Regions from separate parts of the Sus scrofa genome. Here region 2 is linked to region 1. A link is a contact called in public HiChIP or PLAC-seq data. All regions are on one chromosome and are shown on one strand. Each heading gives the region's core, a stretch centred on a gene start, on an enhancer-like site or on the middle of the called end of the contact. The rest is flanking DNA. Distances are from core to core; before and after follow the strand shown. Region 1 overlaps PTPRJ (receptor-type tyrosine-protein phosphatase eta). Region 2 overlaps PTPRJ (receptor-type tyrosine-protein phosphatase eta).

Region 1 (7,493 bases), core at 1,843-4,342:
AGTAAAGTACATCTTAAAATATCCTTTTAAAAATGTGTGTATATATGTATGGAGTTTTTGTTTTGTTGTTTGGTTGGTTGGTTGATTTGGTGTGGGTGGGTGTGTGGGTGTGTGTGTGTGTGTGTTGCAAAAAAGATGAAGAAACCCAGGTCTAAGAGGACCAATGACTTGCCCTGGATCACACAGTGAGAAACTGATAGAATCAGGAAGCCAACCTGGCTCTCCAGTTCTCCATTCATGCTCTTAACTGCTCTGCCATCCATCACGGCACCGCGCAAAGGGCTGACAGAGACCAGCGTCAGAGCATTCGCAGAGGAGACAGGCTACCCTGAGAGCCAAAGATGGGGAGCCAAGAGACACAAGAAGTAATTGCTTTTCACTGTTGAAGCTCAGATAAAGTGATGGTCAATAAATACACTGCAGATATGAAGACACAAACAGTCTCTAAAACCCACAATCCAGCCCAAAAGAAAAGCCTCGCTCACCTATTTGCATTTCTTGGCAGCAAGTACTGGAGCCATTCGTAAAGGTGAAAAGATAGGTGGTCCCAGGAGCCAGCCCTGAAAATGAAGTCTCACCATCTGCTTGGGGAAGCCATTGAACTTGGCCACTCGAATCAGTTACATTTATTACTGAAAAGTTTCCTGGTGCCTTGATAGAACGAATCTCACTGGCTGTAGGTCTGAACCCAATCGTATCACAGCGGGAGCCTAGAAAACAGGAAAGAAAAACACAAGGCATGCTAATAAAATGGCACTGCCCACCATATACATGCCAGACCCCAGACCTTACTATAATCTTTAAAACACATCATAGTTCCTCAGCTCCCCTTCCCCATTTGATGAGATCACCTCTACGCATAGATGTTTTCTTCTGCACCAGTGACTCAAGCCTGCACAAGGAACCAAGCAGCTTATTTACCAAACTGATTAACAAGGGGAAAAAAGCAACTGTAGAACTCTTTCCATTGTTTGCACAGGCTTTGCATAATTACTGCTATTAACTGAGATTTGCTTTATTAGAAGGTTTCAACAAGGTCTGCCCCCTCGGTATGGCACTGCAAGAGCCTTCTAATTATTTTACCTCGAGTGTTCAGACTTGGAAATTTTTACCAAGCAGGAAAAATAAAATAGTTCTTGAATTTTGAGGACAGACCAAAGCTACCTATTTTTTTCCCCAAAAGCTACATGAAAAATGACAAAATGCTATTAATTTTATTTCTTTTAAAAACAAATTATAATAAAAAAAATTAGCAAGGACATGGAGTTCCTGTCCTGGTGCAGTGGAAACGAATCCAACTAGGAACTATGAGGTTGCGGTTCGATTCCTGGCCTGGCACAGTGGGTTAAGGATCCAGCGTTGCCGTGAGCGTGCTGTAGGTCAAGACGTGGCTCAGATCTGATGTTGCTATGGCTGTGGTGTAGGGCAGAAGCTGTAGCTCTGATTAGATCCCTAGCTTGGGAACCTCCATATGCTGCGGGTGCAGCCCCAAAAAGCAAAAAGCAGCAGAAAAAAAAAATTAGTAAGGACAAAATCCCAGAATAAACAGTGCTTTCAACTGAATATATTTAGTTTCATTAAAGTTACTATACCCACTGTAGCACAGTGGGTTAAGAATCCAACTCTGGGAATTTCTGTCGTGGCTCAGCAGAGCTGTGTTGTAGGCCAGCAGCTACAGCTCCTATTCGACCCCTAGCCTGGGAACCTCCATATGCCACAAGTGTGGCCCTAAAAAGCCCCCCCAACCCCCAAAAAGGAGTTCCCATCATGAGCATCATTACTGAGCAGGTAACGATCCCTGGCCCTGCTCAGTGGGTTAAGGGTCCTGTGTTACCATGAGCTGTGGCTGTGGTATAGGCCGCCAGCAGTTGTAAACAGCTCCAATTAGACCCCTAGCCTGGGAATTTCCACATGCCACAGGTAGGGCTATAAAAAAACAAAACAGTAGCAGCTCTGGTTGCTGCAGAGGCTCAGGTTCCACCCCCAGCCCTGCACAGAAGGTGAGACTCCGGTGTTGCCTCAGCTGCAGTGTGGGTCACAGCTGCTGCTCGATTCAATCCCTGGCCTGGAAACATCCATAGGCTGAAAGTGAAGCCAAAAAAAAAAAAAAAAAAAAGTTACAGCACTGTCCTTATTTTTCTCGTTTTACTATAGATCCAGGAGGATGTCAATGGACCAGCACTAGTTAGCAACTGAGACTCAGCCCTTCACAATGAAGCAAAACACGCAAGAGGCTACATCTGGCTTCCCAAAGCTTATACACACGCCTGACGTCACTTTAAAAATCACAGGGCAATGCAGCAACCAAAAAAAAAAAAAAAAGAAAGAAAGAAAAAAAGGAAACAAAGAAAGAAACTTATGGGATAACAGTACACGAAATAAATATAAATCTTGAAAACTCAGCCTTTTTTTTTTTAATCACCCACCTATGTAAAGGAAGAAAATCACAGAAAAAAATTATTTTTAATTTGTCGGGACTGCACAATTGATTGAATTTTTTCTCTCACTTGCTGTTTCCACCCTCATCACACCTCTAAAGAAAAACCAGGGGAGAGGAGGGAGTGGGATGGATGGGGAGTTTGAGGTTGGTAGGTGCAAACTATTACATCTAGAACGGATAAGCAATGAGGTCTTACTACTGTACAGCTCAGGGAACTATATCCAGTCTCTTGGGATTGAACATGATGGAAGATAGTATGAGAAAAAGAACATATATATATGTATGACTGGGTCACTACGCTGTACAGCAGAAATTGGCATAACATTATAAATCAACTATACTTTAATAAAAAAAAAATTTTTTTTAAAGCTAAAAAATAAAAATTTGATATTTCCCTTGCATTAGATATTCCTGTGGGTCATATAATAAAATAAAGATTAAACATATATTTAAAGATAGAAAAACTGGAAACTAAGCAGGTTTTAGCCAATGTTAGTTAGCATTTTCTGTGATTTTTCACATGGCTGTTAGTGTCGCTGCGTCCAGCAGGGGGCAGTAGCGAACAACACAAGCGTGGCGTGGGAAGAGGTACTTACAGTCCTCGGCGGCGGCGCACAGGTTCTGAAACGGAAAAAGAAAACGGAAGTCAGCAGATTCATTCAGACATGGCAAATGCAAACCAGAAATAAAGCAGTTGAGAACGTAAGAACTGGGGCGGCGTGCTAAGACGTACATTAAGCAGAGGCCTGCTGGCCAAGGATAGGGTGTGGGGCCACTGGAGAGGGGAATTCGGTGTAAGCGCAGGTCAATTACAAACAATGGACTGACTCGGTTGTAGAGAAACAAAACAGCTGTTAGCCACCAGGTGTTTTTTCCCACAGAAACATCCGACACCAGCAGCCTCCTAGGTCAACACCCCTACCTGTCTCTACCCTGTGCACTGAGGCAGAAGGACAGTGAAATACAAGTTGAGGTTCTCTGGGTCAGAAAGAACAGCAGGACCATCACCCCAACTCCCTTCCCCAGAGGCACTTCAGGTCCAGAACGGAGGGCGTCAAGCCAGACGAGCGACAGAAGAAACCCACCGAGTTTGAGACTTTCATTGTGAAAAAATTCATCTTCTATCAATAGGTGGCAGTAATAATTTTTTAATCATATGGCAAACAGCTTTGAGAAGAATAAATGTTTGAACCAGAGGGAACTTAAAGAGGGTACAGTGGACCATGTCTCAATCTGCCATCTCTGGATCCCTGGGGGGTCCTCAAAGATAGGTATCGTGATCCATAAATTATTTCCCCATATTTTAAAAGCCGAAAATAATTCAAGACCATTCGTTCTATTGTTTAGTAAACACGCCTTTTTGGTTACTAGGCTGTTTCAAAGTATGGTCCTTTTAAAGAGGAAAAGAATCAAAAAGGATACCAGTGGGGGGAAAAAAATGTCCTCCAACCTCCCATCACACTTAGAATAAAAATGCAAAACTCTTCACCACAGCCTGGGTGGCCCCTCTGTGCTCATCACCTCTCACGCCCCTTCCTTTGCATTGCGCTCAAAGCTGGTTCTCCCTTGGAGCCTTTACTAATCGATTTCCTTCTCCAAAGATACTCTGCCCCCACACCTTGCCAGATCGTGGCCTGAAAGGCCACCTCTTTCCAGAGTCCTTTATCCCAACCCACCAATGGAAATCAGCCCCACTCACTCTCTATCACATCACTAGTGTTTCCTCCCAGCATTCACCTCAATTAGCATCCACCTCCTCCAGCTGAAAAGTACACTCCATGAGAACAGAAACCTGTTGGTGCACACAGTAGGCTCTCCATAAGTGCCCGTGAAGGAAAAAATGAGCTTCTCGTTTTGTAGAAGGGGCAATCCTTAAGGCCCAGAGAAGGGAAAAAGACTTGCCCCAGGTCCCACAGCAAGGCCAAGGCCAAGACCAAGGCTGGTCTGGTCCAGGGGCCCAGCCCAGCATTCCTTCCACTTATCCTGCCACTTTGCATGTATGAAATGGAGATGACAAGGACAACATCCATACTCATACTCATGGGTTAGGTGGACAGGAGGAGGCGCCTGTCCCCTGTCCCCGTCTCCTAGTGACCCAGACACCAGTACTCTTCCTCTCCCCGCTCCCTGAAAGCCGGGGGGAAGAGGACACAAGCCCTGTTGACTCTCCTTTCCTACTCCCCCTCAAACTCACTCAGACGTTCCCTTCCCACCACCACGCTCTACCCTCAAGCACTGTTCATCTCAGGCCAAAACTTTTCCAGCTCACCTTCCTGCCTCCAGCCCCTTCTTCTCAATCTGTGCCATGCATCAAACCACATGGTCCAGGATGGACCCCAGGAGAGAGGGAGGAAAAGGAGGAGTCAGGAGCTCAGTCAGCAGCCCAGGGCAGCAAAAAAAAAAAAAAAAAAAAAAAAATGGTGGGGGGGCAGAGTTAGAAGACATTAAACTACATAACCTCGTGACTCCAGGATGACACGTCCTAACCCTTTGCAATGGTGTTCTCTCTTGGCCTCTGCATCTCTGTGTTGTGTCCTCACCTGGAACCCATTCAGTCCTCCATCCACCCCACCAAATATCATCTAAAACACTAACAATCTGGGCCCTGCTCTCAAACTGTTTCCAGGAAAGAAAGGGAAATGAAAGATGACCGCAAATGAGGACTTCAGGGTAGAAAGTACGACGGCTCGGCTCATTTAACAAGCAGTTCTCCACGGGGTAGCTGCAAGTGCCAAGTGCTGTGCTGAAGCCCTGGACCTCAAGCAGGCAGCCTCCGAGGCATGACGGCTGCGGGGGAGAGAGGGAAAGAGGAGGCAGGACAGAGAGCAGGTGCCCTGGGGTGGGGACCGCTCGCCGAGGGAAGTCAGAGGAAGGCACCCACGAAGGCGAGGAATGTCTGTGCCTTTCAACCTATGTCCTTCACAGTCTTAGACCCAAGAAACATTGACTGGCTCGTGATCGCCACCCAGGCCAACATATCAAAGAGCTCGGGGCTCCACAGGTGAGCGTTCAAGGGTCACAGTCATGGCAAAAAGGCAAGTTTCCAAGGATTAAAATCACACTTTGACTCTACATTCTCAATGCATTTGGCCCACTTCGCACAGAGCACTGACGCTGCCAGACCCTTTTCCCCGTGCTTTCAGATATTACTCTCTTAATCCTCCAAACAGCCCTAAAAGGCAGGCACAGGTCCCTGCTGGGCTGGTGAGCTGCAGCAACCTGGATTTGAACCCAGGCAGTCGAACTCTAAACCACTAGTGACACTACTTTCCAATGTAAAGCAACTGGCGAGAAATGTACTAGGACTTAAGAAAGGTTTAACAATAATTGAAATTATTTTTTAAATTGTTATACCATATATTATTTATATATATATCACTTATACGTGGAATCTACAATGTGGCACAGGGAGTTCCCATTGTGGCTCAGTGGTCACAAACCCAACTAGTATCCAAGAGGTTGCAGGTTCAATCCCTGGCCTCGCTCAGTGGGTTAAGGATCTGGTGTTGCCAGGAGCTGTGATGTAGGTCACAGACAAGGCTCGGATCCTGCGTTGCTATGACTGTGGCGTAGGCCGGCAGCTATAGCTTCAATTCGAACCTTAGCCTGGGAACATCCATAGGGCACAAGAGCGGCCCTAGAAAAAAAAAAAAAAAAAAAAAGCAAATACATAAATAAAGTGTGGCACAAATGAACCTATCTATAGAACAGAAACAGACTCAGAGTCACGGAGAAACTTGTGGTCACCTGGGGGAGGGAGGAGGGAGTGGGATGGACGGGGAATTGGGGGTTAATAGATGCAAACTATTACATTTAGAACGGATAAGCCATGAGGTCCTACCATACAGCACAGGAACCCATATCCAATCTCTTGAGATAGAACATAATGGAAGAGAACTTCAAAAAAAGAATGTATGTGTATGACTGGGTCACTTCACTGTACAGCAGAAACTGACACCACACTGTAAATCCACTATACTTTAACTACAAAATTTATTTATTTTATTTTATTTTGTCTTTTGTCTTTACCGGGCAACACCGGTGGCATATAGAGGTTCCCAGGCTAGGGGTCAAATCGGAGCTGTTGCTGCCAGCCTACATCAGAGCCACAGCAACGCCAGATCCGAACCGCATCTGCGGCCTATACCACAGCTCACGGCAACGCCGGATCCTTAACCCACTGAGCGAGGCCAGGGATTGAACCTGCAACCTCATGGTTCCCAGTCAGATTTGTTTCCACTGCGCCATGATGGGAACTCCCAAAATTTAAATAATAATAATTTCAAAAGATATGATCAGTAACCCTCCTTGACAAACCAGGTACAGTTTCTCTGTCAACCTTCCCAAAGAAGGCCCTGTGTGTCACGTATCTCTTGGAGGCTCCTTGTGAAACAGTCGCCAGTGATAACACACTGAGTTACACGGCTGTACTTCTTTTCTGGCCTCACTTCCCCTTCTATTCCCTCCTCTTGACTTCCCCAAGCCTGACTTTCCAAATAAAGCGGCAATACCCTCATCTCTGCCTCAGGACTCAGAGGATCTAAAGAACCCAGACAAAAACATGGGACAAGGCGACCTGAGAGACGTCTACAAGGGGTCTTTTGGGGGAGAGCTTCCTCAGTGAGAAGAAGGAATTACATGGAAAGAAATACCATCCTACTTTGCTGGACGTCATCAGATCTGCCCATGATACTTGGAGCTGCTGCAGCTACTTTGTGACCAAGAGGGGAGAACTCACCCACCTGCTGAGGATGGCTGATGTGAGGAAAGAGGGAAAACACCTGGATCCTTGTAATGCCAGCGCAAACAATCCTAGACTCTTTCTACCTCCAGACTTCCTGTCTATGGAGATGAAATATCCCCTGTGATGTAACTACTTTTGTTTGGACTACCTATTACTTGCAACAAAAAAACACTGCTTGGCACCATAACAACAACGCGAGGTGTCTGATTTTCACAATAACCTTCATTTTTACAGATAAAGGAAGTGAAAGATCAGTGATCTGTCATCCAGGGGGACAGAGATGGTCAGTGAGAGGTAAAATCAGGAGGC
Region 2 (7,493 bases), core at 2,809-5,308, 93 kb after region 1:
CTCATGGTTCCTAGTCGGATTCGTTAACCACTGCGCCACGATGGGAACTCCCTTTACATATTTTTTAAAGTTTTATTATTACATGTACGTGGGAAGGAAAAAAAAGACCTAGAAAAGGAAAAGAGAGGATTCTCCCTCCCACCTCAGAGCCCCAGGACCCTCAGAGCCCCTCATCCCAGGGGCTTCACTTCTACGATGCCTCCCAGCTCTCCCAAGGCAGGCCCAGGGCTTCCTGCCACTCACACTCCAGCCCCCAGCCTCAGCAACATCCCTGGGTGTGTAACTTGTGCCTGGCACTTTGCAAAATGGATTCTCACCAAATTGGCCGAACGAAGATTTGGCATACCAGGGGTGATCAAAACAGCGAGGAAGCGGCTTTTTAAAAACGGAGGTGGCCGTTCCTACTAACCACCCTCCATTCCTCATGTGTGCAGGACGTCATCCATGTATCACCAACATTTTTATAGCAAGGGACTCGTACCTATGCATCCCCTATTTCCTTTAACCCCATGAGGCATAAGATGCTCAGAGATGAGCTCTGGTGCCCAGGGCTGTTCCCAAGGCCCCACTGCCCTCCAGGGACCACCCACATGGACTCACTGCCCCCCAGGTGGTCCTTCCTGCCCCTGCCCCACTGATGTGCGTTAATGCCATTGCCCAAAAAGATCCCAGGCTCCTGCCCTTTCCCATGATCGTGGTGATAATAAGTTCCGCTGCAGGGTCAGCTGCCTGGGTTCCAATCTCAGCTCTACCACGTAACAGCTCTGTGACCTTATATAAAGTACTTAATCCTTTTCAAGCAGACTACTTAATCTTTTCCACCTGCAAAAAGGGGATATGAGAGTCCCTACTCATCTGCTGACTCTGTGCATTAAGATAACGTATGTCAAGTTTACCACGCTGACGGGGACAGGGCTCAATATTCCTATAACGTTCCCCCACCACCATCTTCATCACCAGCACAGCGTAGACAGAGCACAACACATGGGCACCATGCTTCACACCAGACAAGTGCTTCCACGCTCATCTTCTTCATTTTCTCACAACGATCCCATGAGGTTGGCGGGGCAGGGATTAGGGTGCCCGTTTTGGAGATGAGGCTACCGAGGCTCAGAAACGTAACTGACCCATAAGCACACAGTGGCGGCCAATACCCAAGCCCCATGAGATCCAAACCCCCAATTCTAAGCTCTTCCCCACTCCCATGCTGTCTCCTCCACAGGGGGTTCAGGGAGCTCTCGTGGGAGCTGTCTGGTTTTGCGTTGGGGTGCGGGCTCAGGCACCACCTGGAAGGACATCCATTCAGCCACTCCAGGCCTCTTGCCTCATCAACACCACGTGCTCCTCCTCTCTCTCGAGCTGCCGTGAGGATAACGAACGAGAAGTAGCTGCAAGGAGCATACAGTGCTGAGTTCCCTGGTGGCCTAGCAGTTAAGGATTTGATGGTGTCACTGCTGTGGCTTGGGTTCGATCTACAGCCCGGGAACTTTTGCATGCCTCGGGCATGGCCAAAAAGAAAGAAAAAGGAAAAAGAAAAAAAAAAAAAAAAAAAGAGTACACAGTGCTCACCGGTCTGTCCAAGGGAGGTCTGTGCCCCCTGGAAACCGCAAGCAGGAAGGGGAGGCTGAGTAGCCCTTACCGAGAACAAATCTATAGCCCAGAGTTTCGCTCAAACCACGTGAGAGACATCCTAGTCAATTCAAGCCCCCTCAAGGGCTCCAATTCAGCCAGCCCAGCTTCCTCCAAAACCCCCAAAACGGTGGCTACAAAAGCTAACAGACCTGTCTCTTGGTGGATCCTCACCCCAAAAGGCTGGCTGTGTGGTGGACAGAGGAAGAGCCTGCCTCCCCAAAACCTAGCTGGAGGATCTTACACAAGTCATCTTACCATTATTTTTTAAATTTAGTTATACTCAGCCCCAGCCACCGAATATTTACAGCGGCTTCGAACAATACAAACAACACAAAAGAATAAAATAAACAGTCAAGGGAGTCGGGCCAAGAGAAAATAAGTGTAAGAAAAAGAACAAAGGCTGGGGTAAGGTCAGCACATAGAAAAATACCATATGATGCCTTCCTGCAGAAGTGTCAAGATAGGCCACAAACCTCGCTCTCAGGTGCTTAGTAACCAAAGCGAAAGGGAAACATGATCGGCCACGAGATTCTCGGTGCCCAGAACAGGAAAACAAACCAGTTGTTCCAGAGAAGCACATCTTTCCCTGCCTGATTCAGAGCCTCAGAAAAGTTTCTCCACTGGACCTTTAGAAAAGGTCACAACAACATGCTAACAGATCCCCACCACAGACCCTGATGCCTCTGCCAGGAGTTCCTTACTTCACCAGCATCTCCTGCAATGCAAAGGCATATTGCAAAAAGGATAATTCAGCCAACGCCGGCAAGTCACTTTACGCCCTAGAGCCTCAGTTACCTCATCTGTGAAATGGTCCATCTGTCTGACCAGGCTGTGCGAGGGTTAAACAGGATAACAGGTGATCAGGCATGCACCTGATACACAGTACATCCTCCATAAAGATCAGTTCGTCGCTTTTACAAGAAGGTAAGTTCCTCCAGGGTAGAGCTCTTGGTCTGAATTGGTCATCGATTTATCCCAAGCACCTAGAATAGCCACTGACATATAGTAATTACTCTATAAATATTTGTGGAGTTCATGAATTTTCTGCAGCAGGTTCCTAGAAACACTGGTCTCGTGAGATACTCTAAAGAGAAAGATAGGAGTTCCCACTGTGGCGAAACAGGATCTGCCTCTCTGCAGCACCAGGACACAGGTTTGATCCCAGGCCCGGTGCGGTGGGTTAAGGATCCAGCATTGCCACAGCTGCAGCATAGGTCACAGCTGCGGCTTGAATCTGATTCCTGGTCTGGGAGCTCCATATGCCACAGGGCAGCCAAAAAATAAAAATAAAATAATAAATAAATAAATAAATAAATAGAGAGATGCAGCAGAAATGAATCTGACTAGTAATCATGAGGTTGTGGGTTCAATCTCTGGCCTTGCTCGGTGGGTTAAGGAGCTGACGCTGCCGTGAGACGCAGCTCGGCTCCTGCATTGCTATGGCTGTGGTGTAGGCCGGCAGCTGTAGCTCTGACTCCCCTAGCCTGGGAACCTCCATATGCCACGGGTTGCAGCCCTTAAAAAAAAAAAAGAAAAAAGAAATAAATACAGAAATAAACAGACATGAGGTAAAACAAAAATCTTGGGAAAAAAGTTGAATATCCGTCTCCCTCTGAAAGAGTCCTAAGCACGTGGAAGGTTCCTTGAAGTCTTACAAGAAAGATACGTTTGATTTTGCTTGGCCCAGAATTCTCCAAACTTGCTTGCCCCCACAGAATGGAAACTAGACCACAAGTGTTCTTGAGAACTTAAGGACTCCGACTGATCCTAAGAAGGAACGGGGCCACCCAGAAGATAAAGATATGGTCCCATAACAGCCAAGGAACAGAGAGCATGCTCAGTTTCCAAGCCGACCCCCTCCACCACCACCACCTCCTAGCTTGGGAACACAAGGCATTTTTTAAAAAATCAAACAGATCCTTTGGACCTAACCAGCTCCCTTGGTCTGGACATACAGACACTCTGGCTGCCCCAGAACATTCTAGAACCCACTCTTTCAGCAAGACCAATTCCCAGACTCCTGGCTCAGGGTGACCTGCATGCAGAGAAATATCCAAGTCAAAGCAAAGATCCCCAAAGTCGGGCGTGAGACAAGGGTCCTCAGAACCCCCAGGGAGGGCAGCACTTTTTGGGAAGAGGCTCCGGGAAGAGGACCTGGGTGTGTGTCTGTCCAGGAGCCCCTGGCTGGCAGCCCACACGGGGCATCACGAGTTTCTGTTGTGCTCACTAAGCCGAGAGGCCGCCTGGCAACAGGTTCCCCTGGCTGACACTCTGGCTGCTGCCTTGGAAGGTGCCACCCCCCAGCTCCCAGAGGGCCAGGCGGGCAGGAGGCCAGGCATCTCAGTGACGAGCACCCCCTCCCCCATGCGAACCAGGGCTCTCCTGGGCACCCACAGGGCTCGCTGGGCAGGAAATGATTAACGAGTGTTTACCAAGCACTTCCGGGCAGCAGAGGGCTGCTCCCAGCCTCGGCTCCACCCCGCAGGTTCTGGTGCACATTCACTCATTCCTGAAACGACTGTTAATTATTTACCGAGTACTGAGGACCGAGTACCCGCCCAGGCTTCTAGCTGAACCCTGGCCTTGACCTCAGGCCCCTCTGTGCCCCTAGGCTGCTGTGGCCTGTGTCCACACCTCATGTGGACCTACCCAGCTGCCAGAGTCCCGGTCCTCCTAGTTCTAGGCACCTCGTACGTGTGTTTGAAAGAAATTCAAGCGGCCTATAGGTGAACATGAGCCCAAGTGTCATTTTAACATTACTGGTCATCTGACTTCTGCCCCGCAGAGCTGGACATCTTGAATGCAACCCTGAGCTGCATTCTCAGCAGCCCTGTGTGCAGGCCCTGGGCTAAGTGCCAGGGACAGGAAGGGGGCTGAGACCCGTGAGCCATCCTCTCTCAGGGCCCAGCCCCCTTTCTCTCCATTCCCTCCTCCCCCGTCCAACCGTGTCCAGAGCAGGCGCGCCTTCTTTCCCGCACTAGAACGTGAGGCCCTTGACTACTGAGACGTGACCCTCCATTCCTACTCCCCTGAGACTCAGTACAGGGCGTGGCACAGAGCAGGCTCAGGGGACCATGCTGAATGGAGAGGCATGGCACTCAACACTGTGGGTGGTAGGCCTTCCAACAAAGCCTCCTGGTTGCCAACCTTGAAACCACCACCTTGGGGCTGCGGTCCATTCAATTAGCACCACTCAGAGGGTGTGGATCGAAACCAGCTGATGTGCAAGGTTGGTACCAGCAAAGCATTCCCTGTGACGTGGCACCCTGGGGTGACCCCATCTATTTAAGGGAGGCAAAATACAAGAGTAATTTCAGCAGGTGGACAGGACTGGTGGCAAGAAAAAGGGCACAGCACACTGGAGGACACGGCAAGAAACACGGCAACATGAGCCCACACGCTGCACAGGTCCAGCATCCAGAAGGCACCAGCGGCTCTGACGGGCTTGAAGCAGCAGTAATACGGTCTGGCCTGACAACAACCACAGTGCAACAACCCGAGGAGGAGGTCCAAGGTCAGAGGCAAGCCCTGCCTGCCTCTGAAGGCCCAGATATCTCCCTGAATTCTTACAGCCCAGAGGCAAGATACTTCTCCCAAACTCCAGATGACCTGCCCAAGCTTGGAAGGTCCAGGCACTTGCCCAAGGGCACTCAGCAATTAAGGGGCAGAGCCGGGCCTTGGCCTAGAGCTGCCGCATCAGGCTTTTTTTAAAGACCGCACTATAGTACTCCCGTATCCTTGCAAAACATGTTTTTGAGTTTGAAGTCTGACTGATTGTGTTACCCAACTGGGTTTCCACTTTACTCTGTAGCCCACAACTGTAAAGGTCTTATGTTATGAACCTCTTCCCCTTCCCGTATCATGAAGTGTTCTTTCAAAGCACTTGTGATGACTGCGTCATAATCCATGGTTTCCACAATCCCCCGCCGCTTAACATTTTGGTTGTTTCCAACCTATGGCTTCTTGTTTTTAACAGGGCAGCCCACACAAAGTTCATCTCACTGTGTTCTCACAGGGGAAACTCTGCACCCCAGATACCACCCATTGTGAGACTTATCTCCAAGGAGGATGAGTAAGACAATGACTTTCAACGTCATTATCAACAAGTTTTATTCTAAACAGAACACGACTCTTTTCCTTCCCCCACTCACCTCCCAAACTCAGCCTCCCAGTTTGGGTTACTGGGTTGGTTCCTCTATTAGACAGAAATGCAATAAATGGGGGTAGCAGGTGGGGACCATCTGGCAGCCAACACCTCCAAGATCCAAGCGTGCTCTCCCTCCCCTTGGGTGGCTGAAAACTGCAGAGACGCTAGACACTGGCACACACCTTCAACTCTTCCCTAAAGGAACGGGTTTCCCCCCAGCAGATGCCCAAGCACACATCAGAGTTCAACCCCAGAAATCCAATTCTCCACCCCGTGGAGAAACAGGTCAAAGACAGATACATTCCCTGAGCGCCCTACGGGCTCACTATTGAAACTTTAGTGTCCAGGAGAACAGGGTGGTGGAGTCAGAAAGTTAGGCTCACTCTGTTACTAGCTGTGTGGTCCTAGGCAAGTGGCTTCCCTTTTCTGGGCCTTAGTTTCAAGGTCTACAAAGTGAAAGGTTTATTTTTGTTTTGTTTTGTTTTGTTTATAGCTGTACCCATGGCATAAGGACATTCCCGAGCCAGGGACTGAATCAGAGCCACAGCTGAGACCTATACCGCAGCTGTGGCAATGCCGGATCCTTTAACCCACTGGGCTGGACCAGGGATCGAACCCGCACTTCCACGGCAACCTAAGCCACTGCAGTCAGATTCTTAATCCACTGCGCCATAGCGGGAACTCCTGGAAGGTTTGGATTAGGTGATCCCGAAGGTCCCTCCCTGCTCTGAAGGAGGCCCTTGGGCCTCACCAATTACATAAATGAAGAGTGCCCCTCCACGAGGCAAGCTGATAAATGCAGCCCCTGACCAACAGCTGCTGCCTGGAGGCAAGGGAGCAGAAACACACAGAGGAAAGATGGCACATCCAAGTCCCCTAGGTCCCCAGAGGTCAGGATCAAACAGAATGTGTCAGATCACTCTCTTATAGGGACTAGGGGCAGGAGGCCGACTTAGTCTAAGAAAAAATCATCTAACTTGCATCCCATAAGCCTAGCTTCTCATATTAAGACTAACGTGCTTGTCAAACTTTAAAAACAACAAAAAAGTGTGACTGATTCATAACAACCCAGCAAAATACTGGAGTCAGAACAAGAGCAAGTCATTGTGATGCCAACTCCAAAGGGGAGGTTTCTGTCTTTATGTTCTAACTGGCAACGACAAGCTTTTCACAAAACCCAGGCAAGCTGCAAGGCACTGATAAAGGTGACAGCCAGCTCTGCCACTTGAACAGAGACAGGCCCAGATGGGAGAGGCCATCCGAGTGATCTCTTGGACCCAGGAAAGCCTCACTGCTTAGAAGGGGATGCCTAGGCCGAATGAGGGAGGTACTCGGGGCCGCTGCTGAGATGGAGGTGGGTCAGCGCCAGACTCTTCCCAGAAACAAAGGCTCAAATTCAAATACAAGGAAAAATCGACAGTCACAGCATCATGACCAGCTCATTAACCTCTGGGCAGGAGCTTTCCCACAGTTCAGAACCAGCCCCCTCCAGGGGCAAGGATGTATGTCTTCCCAGACCAGCTGGGGACCTCCTCCCAAACCTGCCTGCACCTGCCCCCCATACCTGTTCCAGCAGGTTCTGGTCCCCCACTTCATTTCTCCTCTTTTCCTCCCTTCGGCCCCTCTCTCCCTACCCCCCAGCCCCTCCTTGTTCAGCCTTAAGGGAGGCAGGGGGCTTTAAGAGCCCCAGGTTCCAGGTAAGGAGGGTCATGTT

The links. HiChIP or PLAC-seq counts read pairs in DNA pulled down with a chosen protein or histone mark.
Region 2: an H3K27ac HiChIP or PLAC-seq map of alveolar macrophages shows a contact between it and region 1. The contact joins two enhancer-like sites. A contact is called at or near these places in 2 of 47 Hi-C or Micro-C datasets (liver and skeletal muscle) and 1 of 2 datasets of contacts at active chromatin or transcription factors (alveolar macrophages).

What each region holds. Positions count from the first base shown.
Region 1 is chr2:14,601,684-14,609,176 of Sscrofa11.1, forward strand. It overlaps PTPRJ (receptor-type tyrosine-protein phosphatase eta), which reads right to left. Exons shown (of 25, transcript XM_021083062.1): 2 at 3,037-3,061; 3 at 486-710. Among named protein-coding and RNA genes, the nearest start is that of TRNAE-UUC, 71 kb to the right of the region's middle. Within about 2 kb of position 3,093, at least 45 of the 83 cell types and tissues checked have an H3K27ac peak or open chromatin away from gene starts, as enhancers often do. A contact at or near this core is called in alveolar macrophages and liver, where this site is marked.
Region 2 is chr2:14,693,898-14,701,390 of Sscrofa11.1, forward strand. All of the region lies in intron 1 of PTPRJ (receptor-type tyrosine-protein phosphatase eta), which reads right to left. Among named protein-coding and RNA genes, the nearest start is that of TRNAE-UUC, 21 kb to the left of the region's middle. Within about 2 kb of position 4,059, at least 46 of the 83 cell types and tissues checked have an H3K27ac peak or open chromatin away from gene starts, as enhancers often do. A contact at or near this core is called in alveolar macrophages and liver, where this site is marked.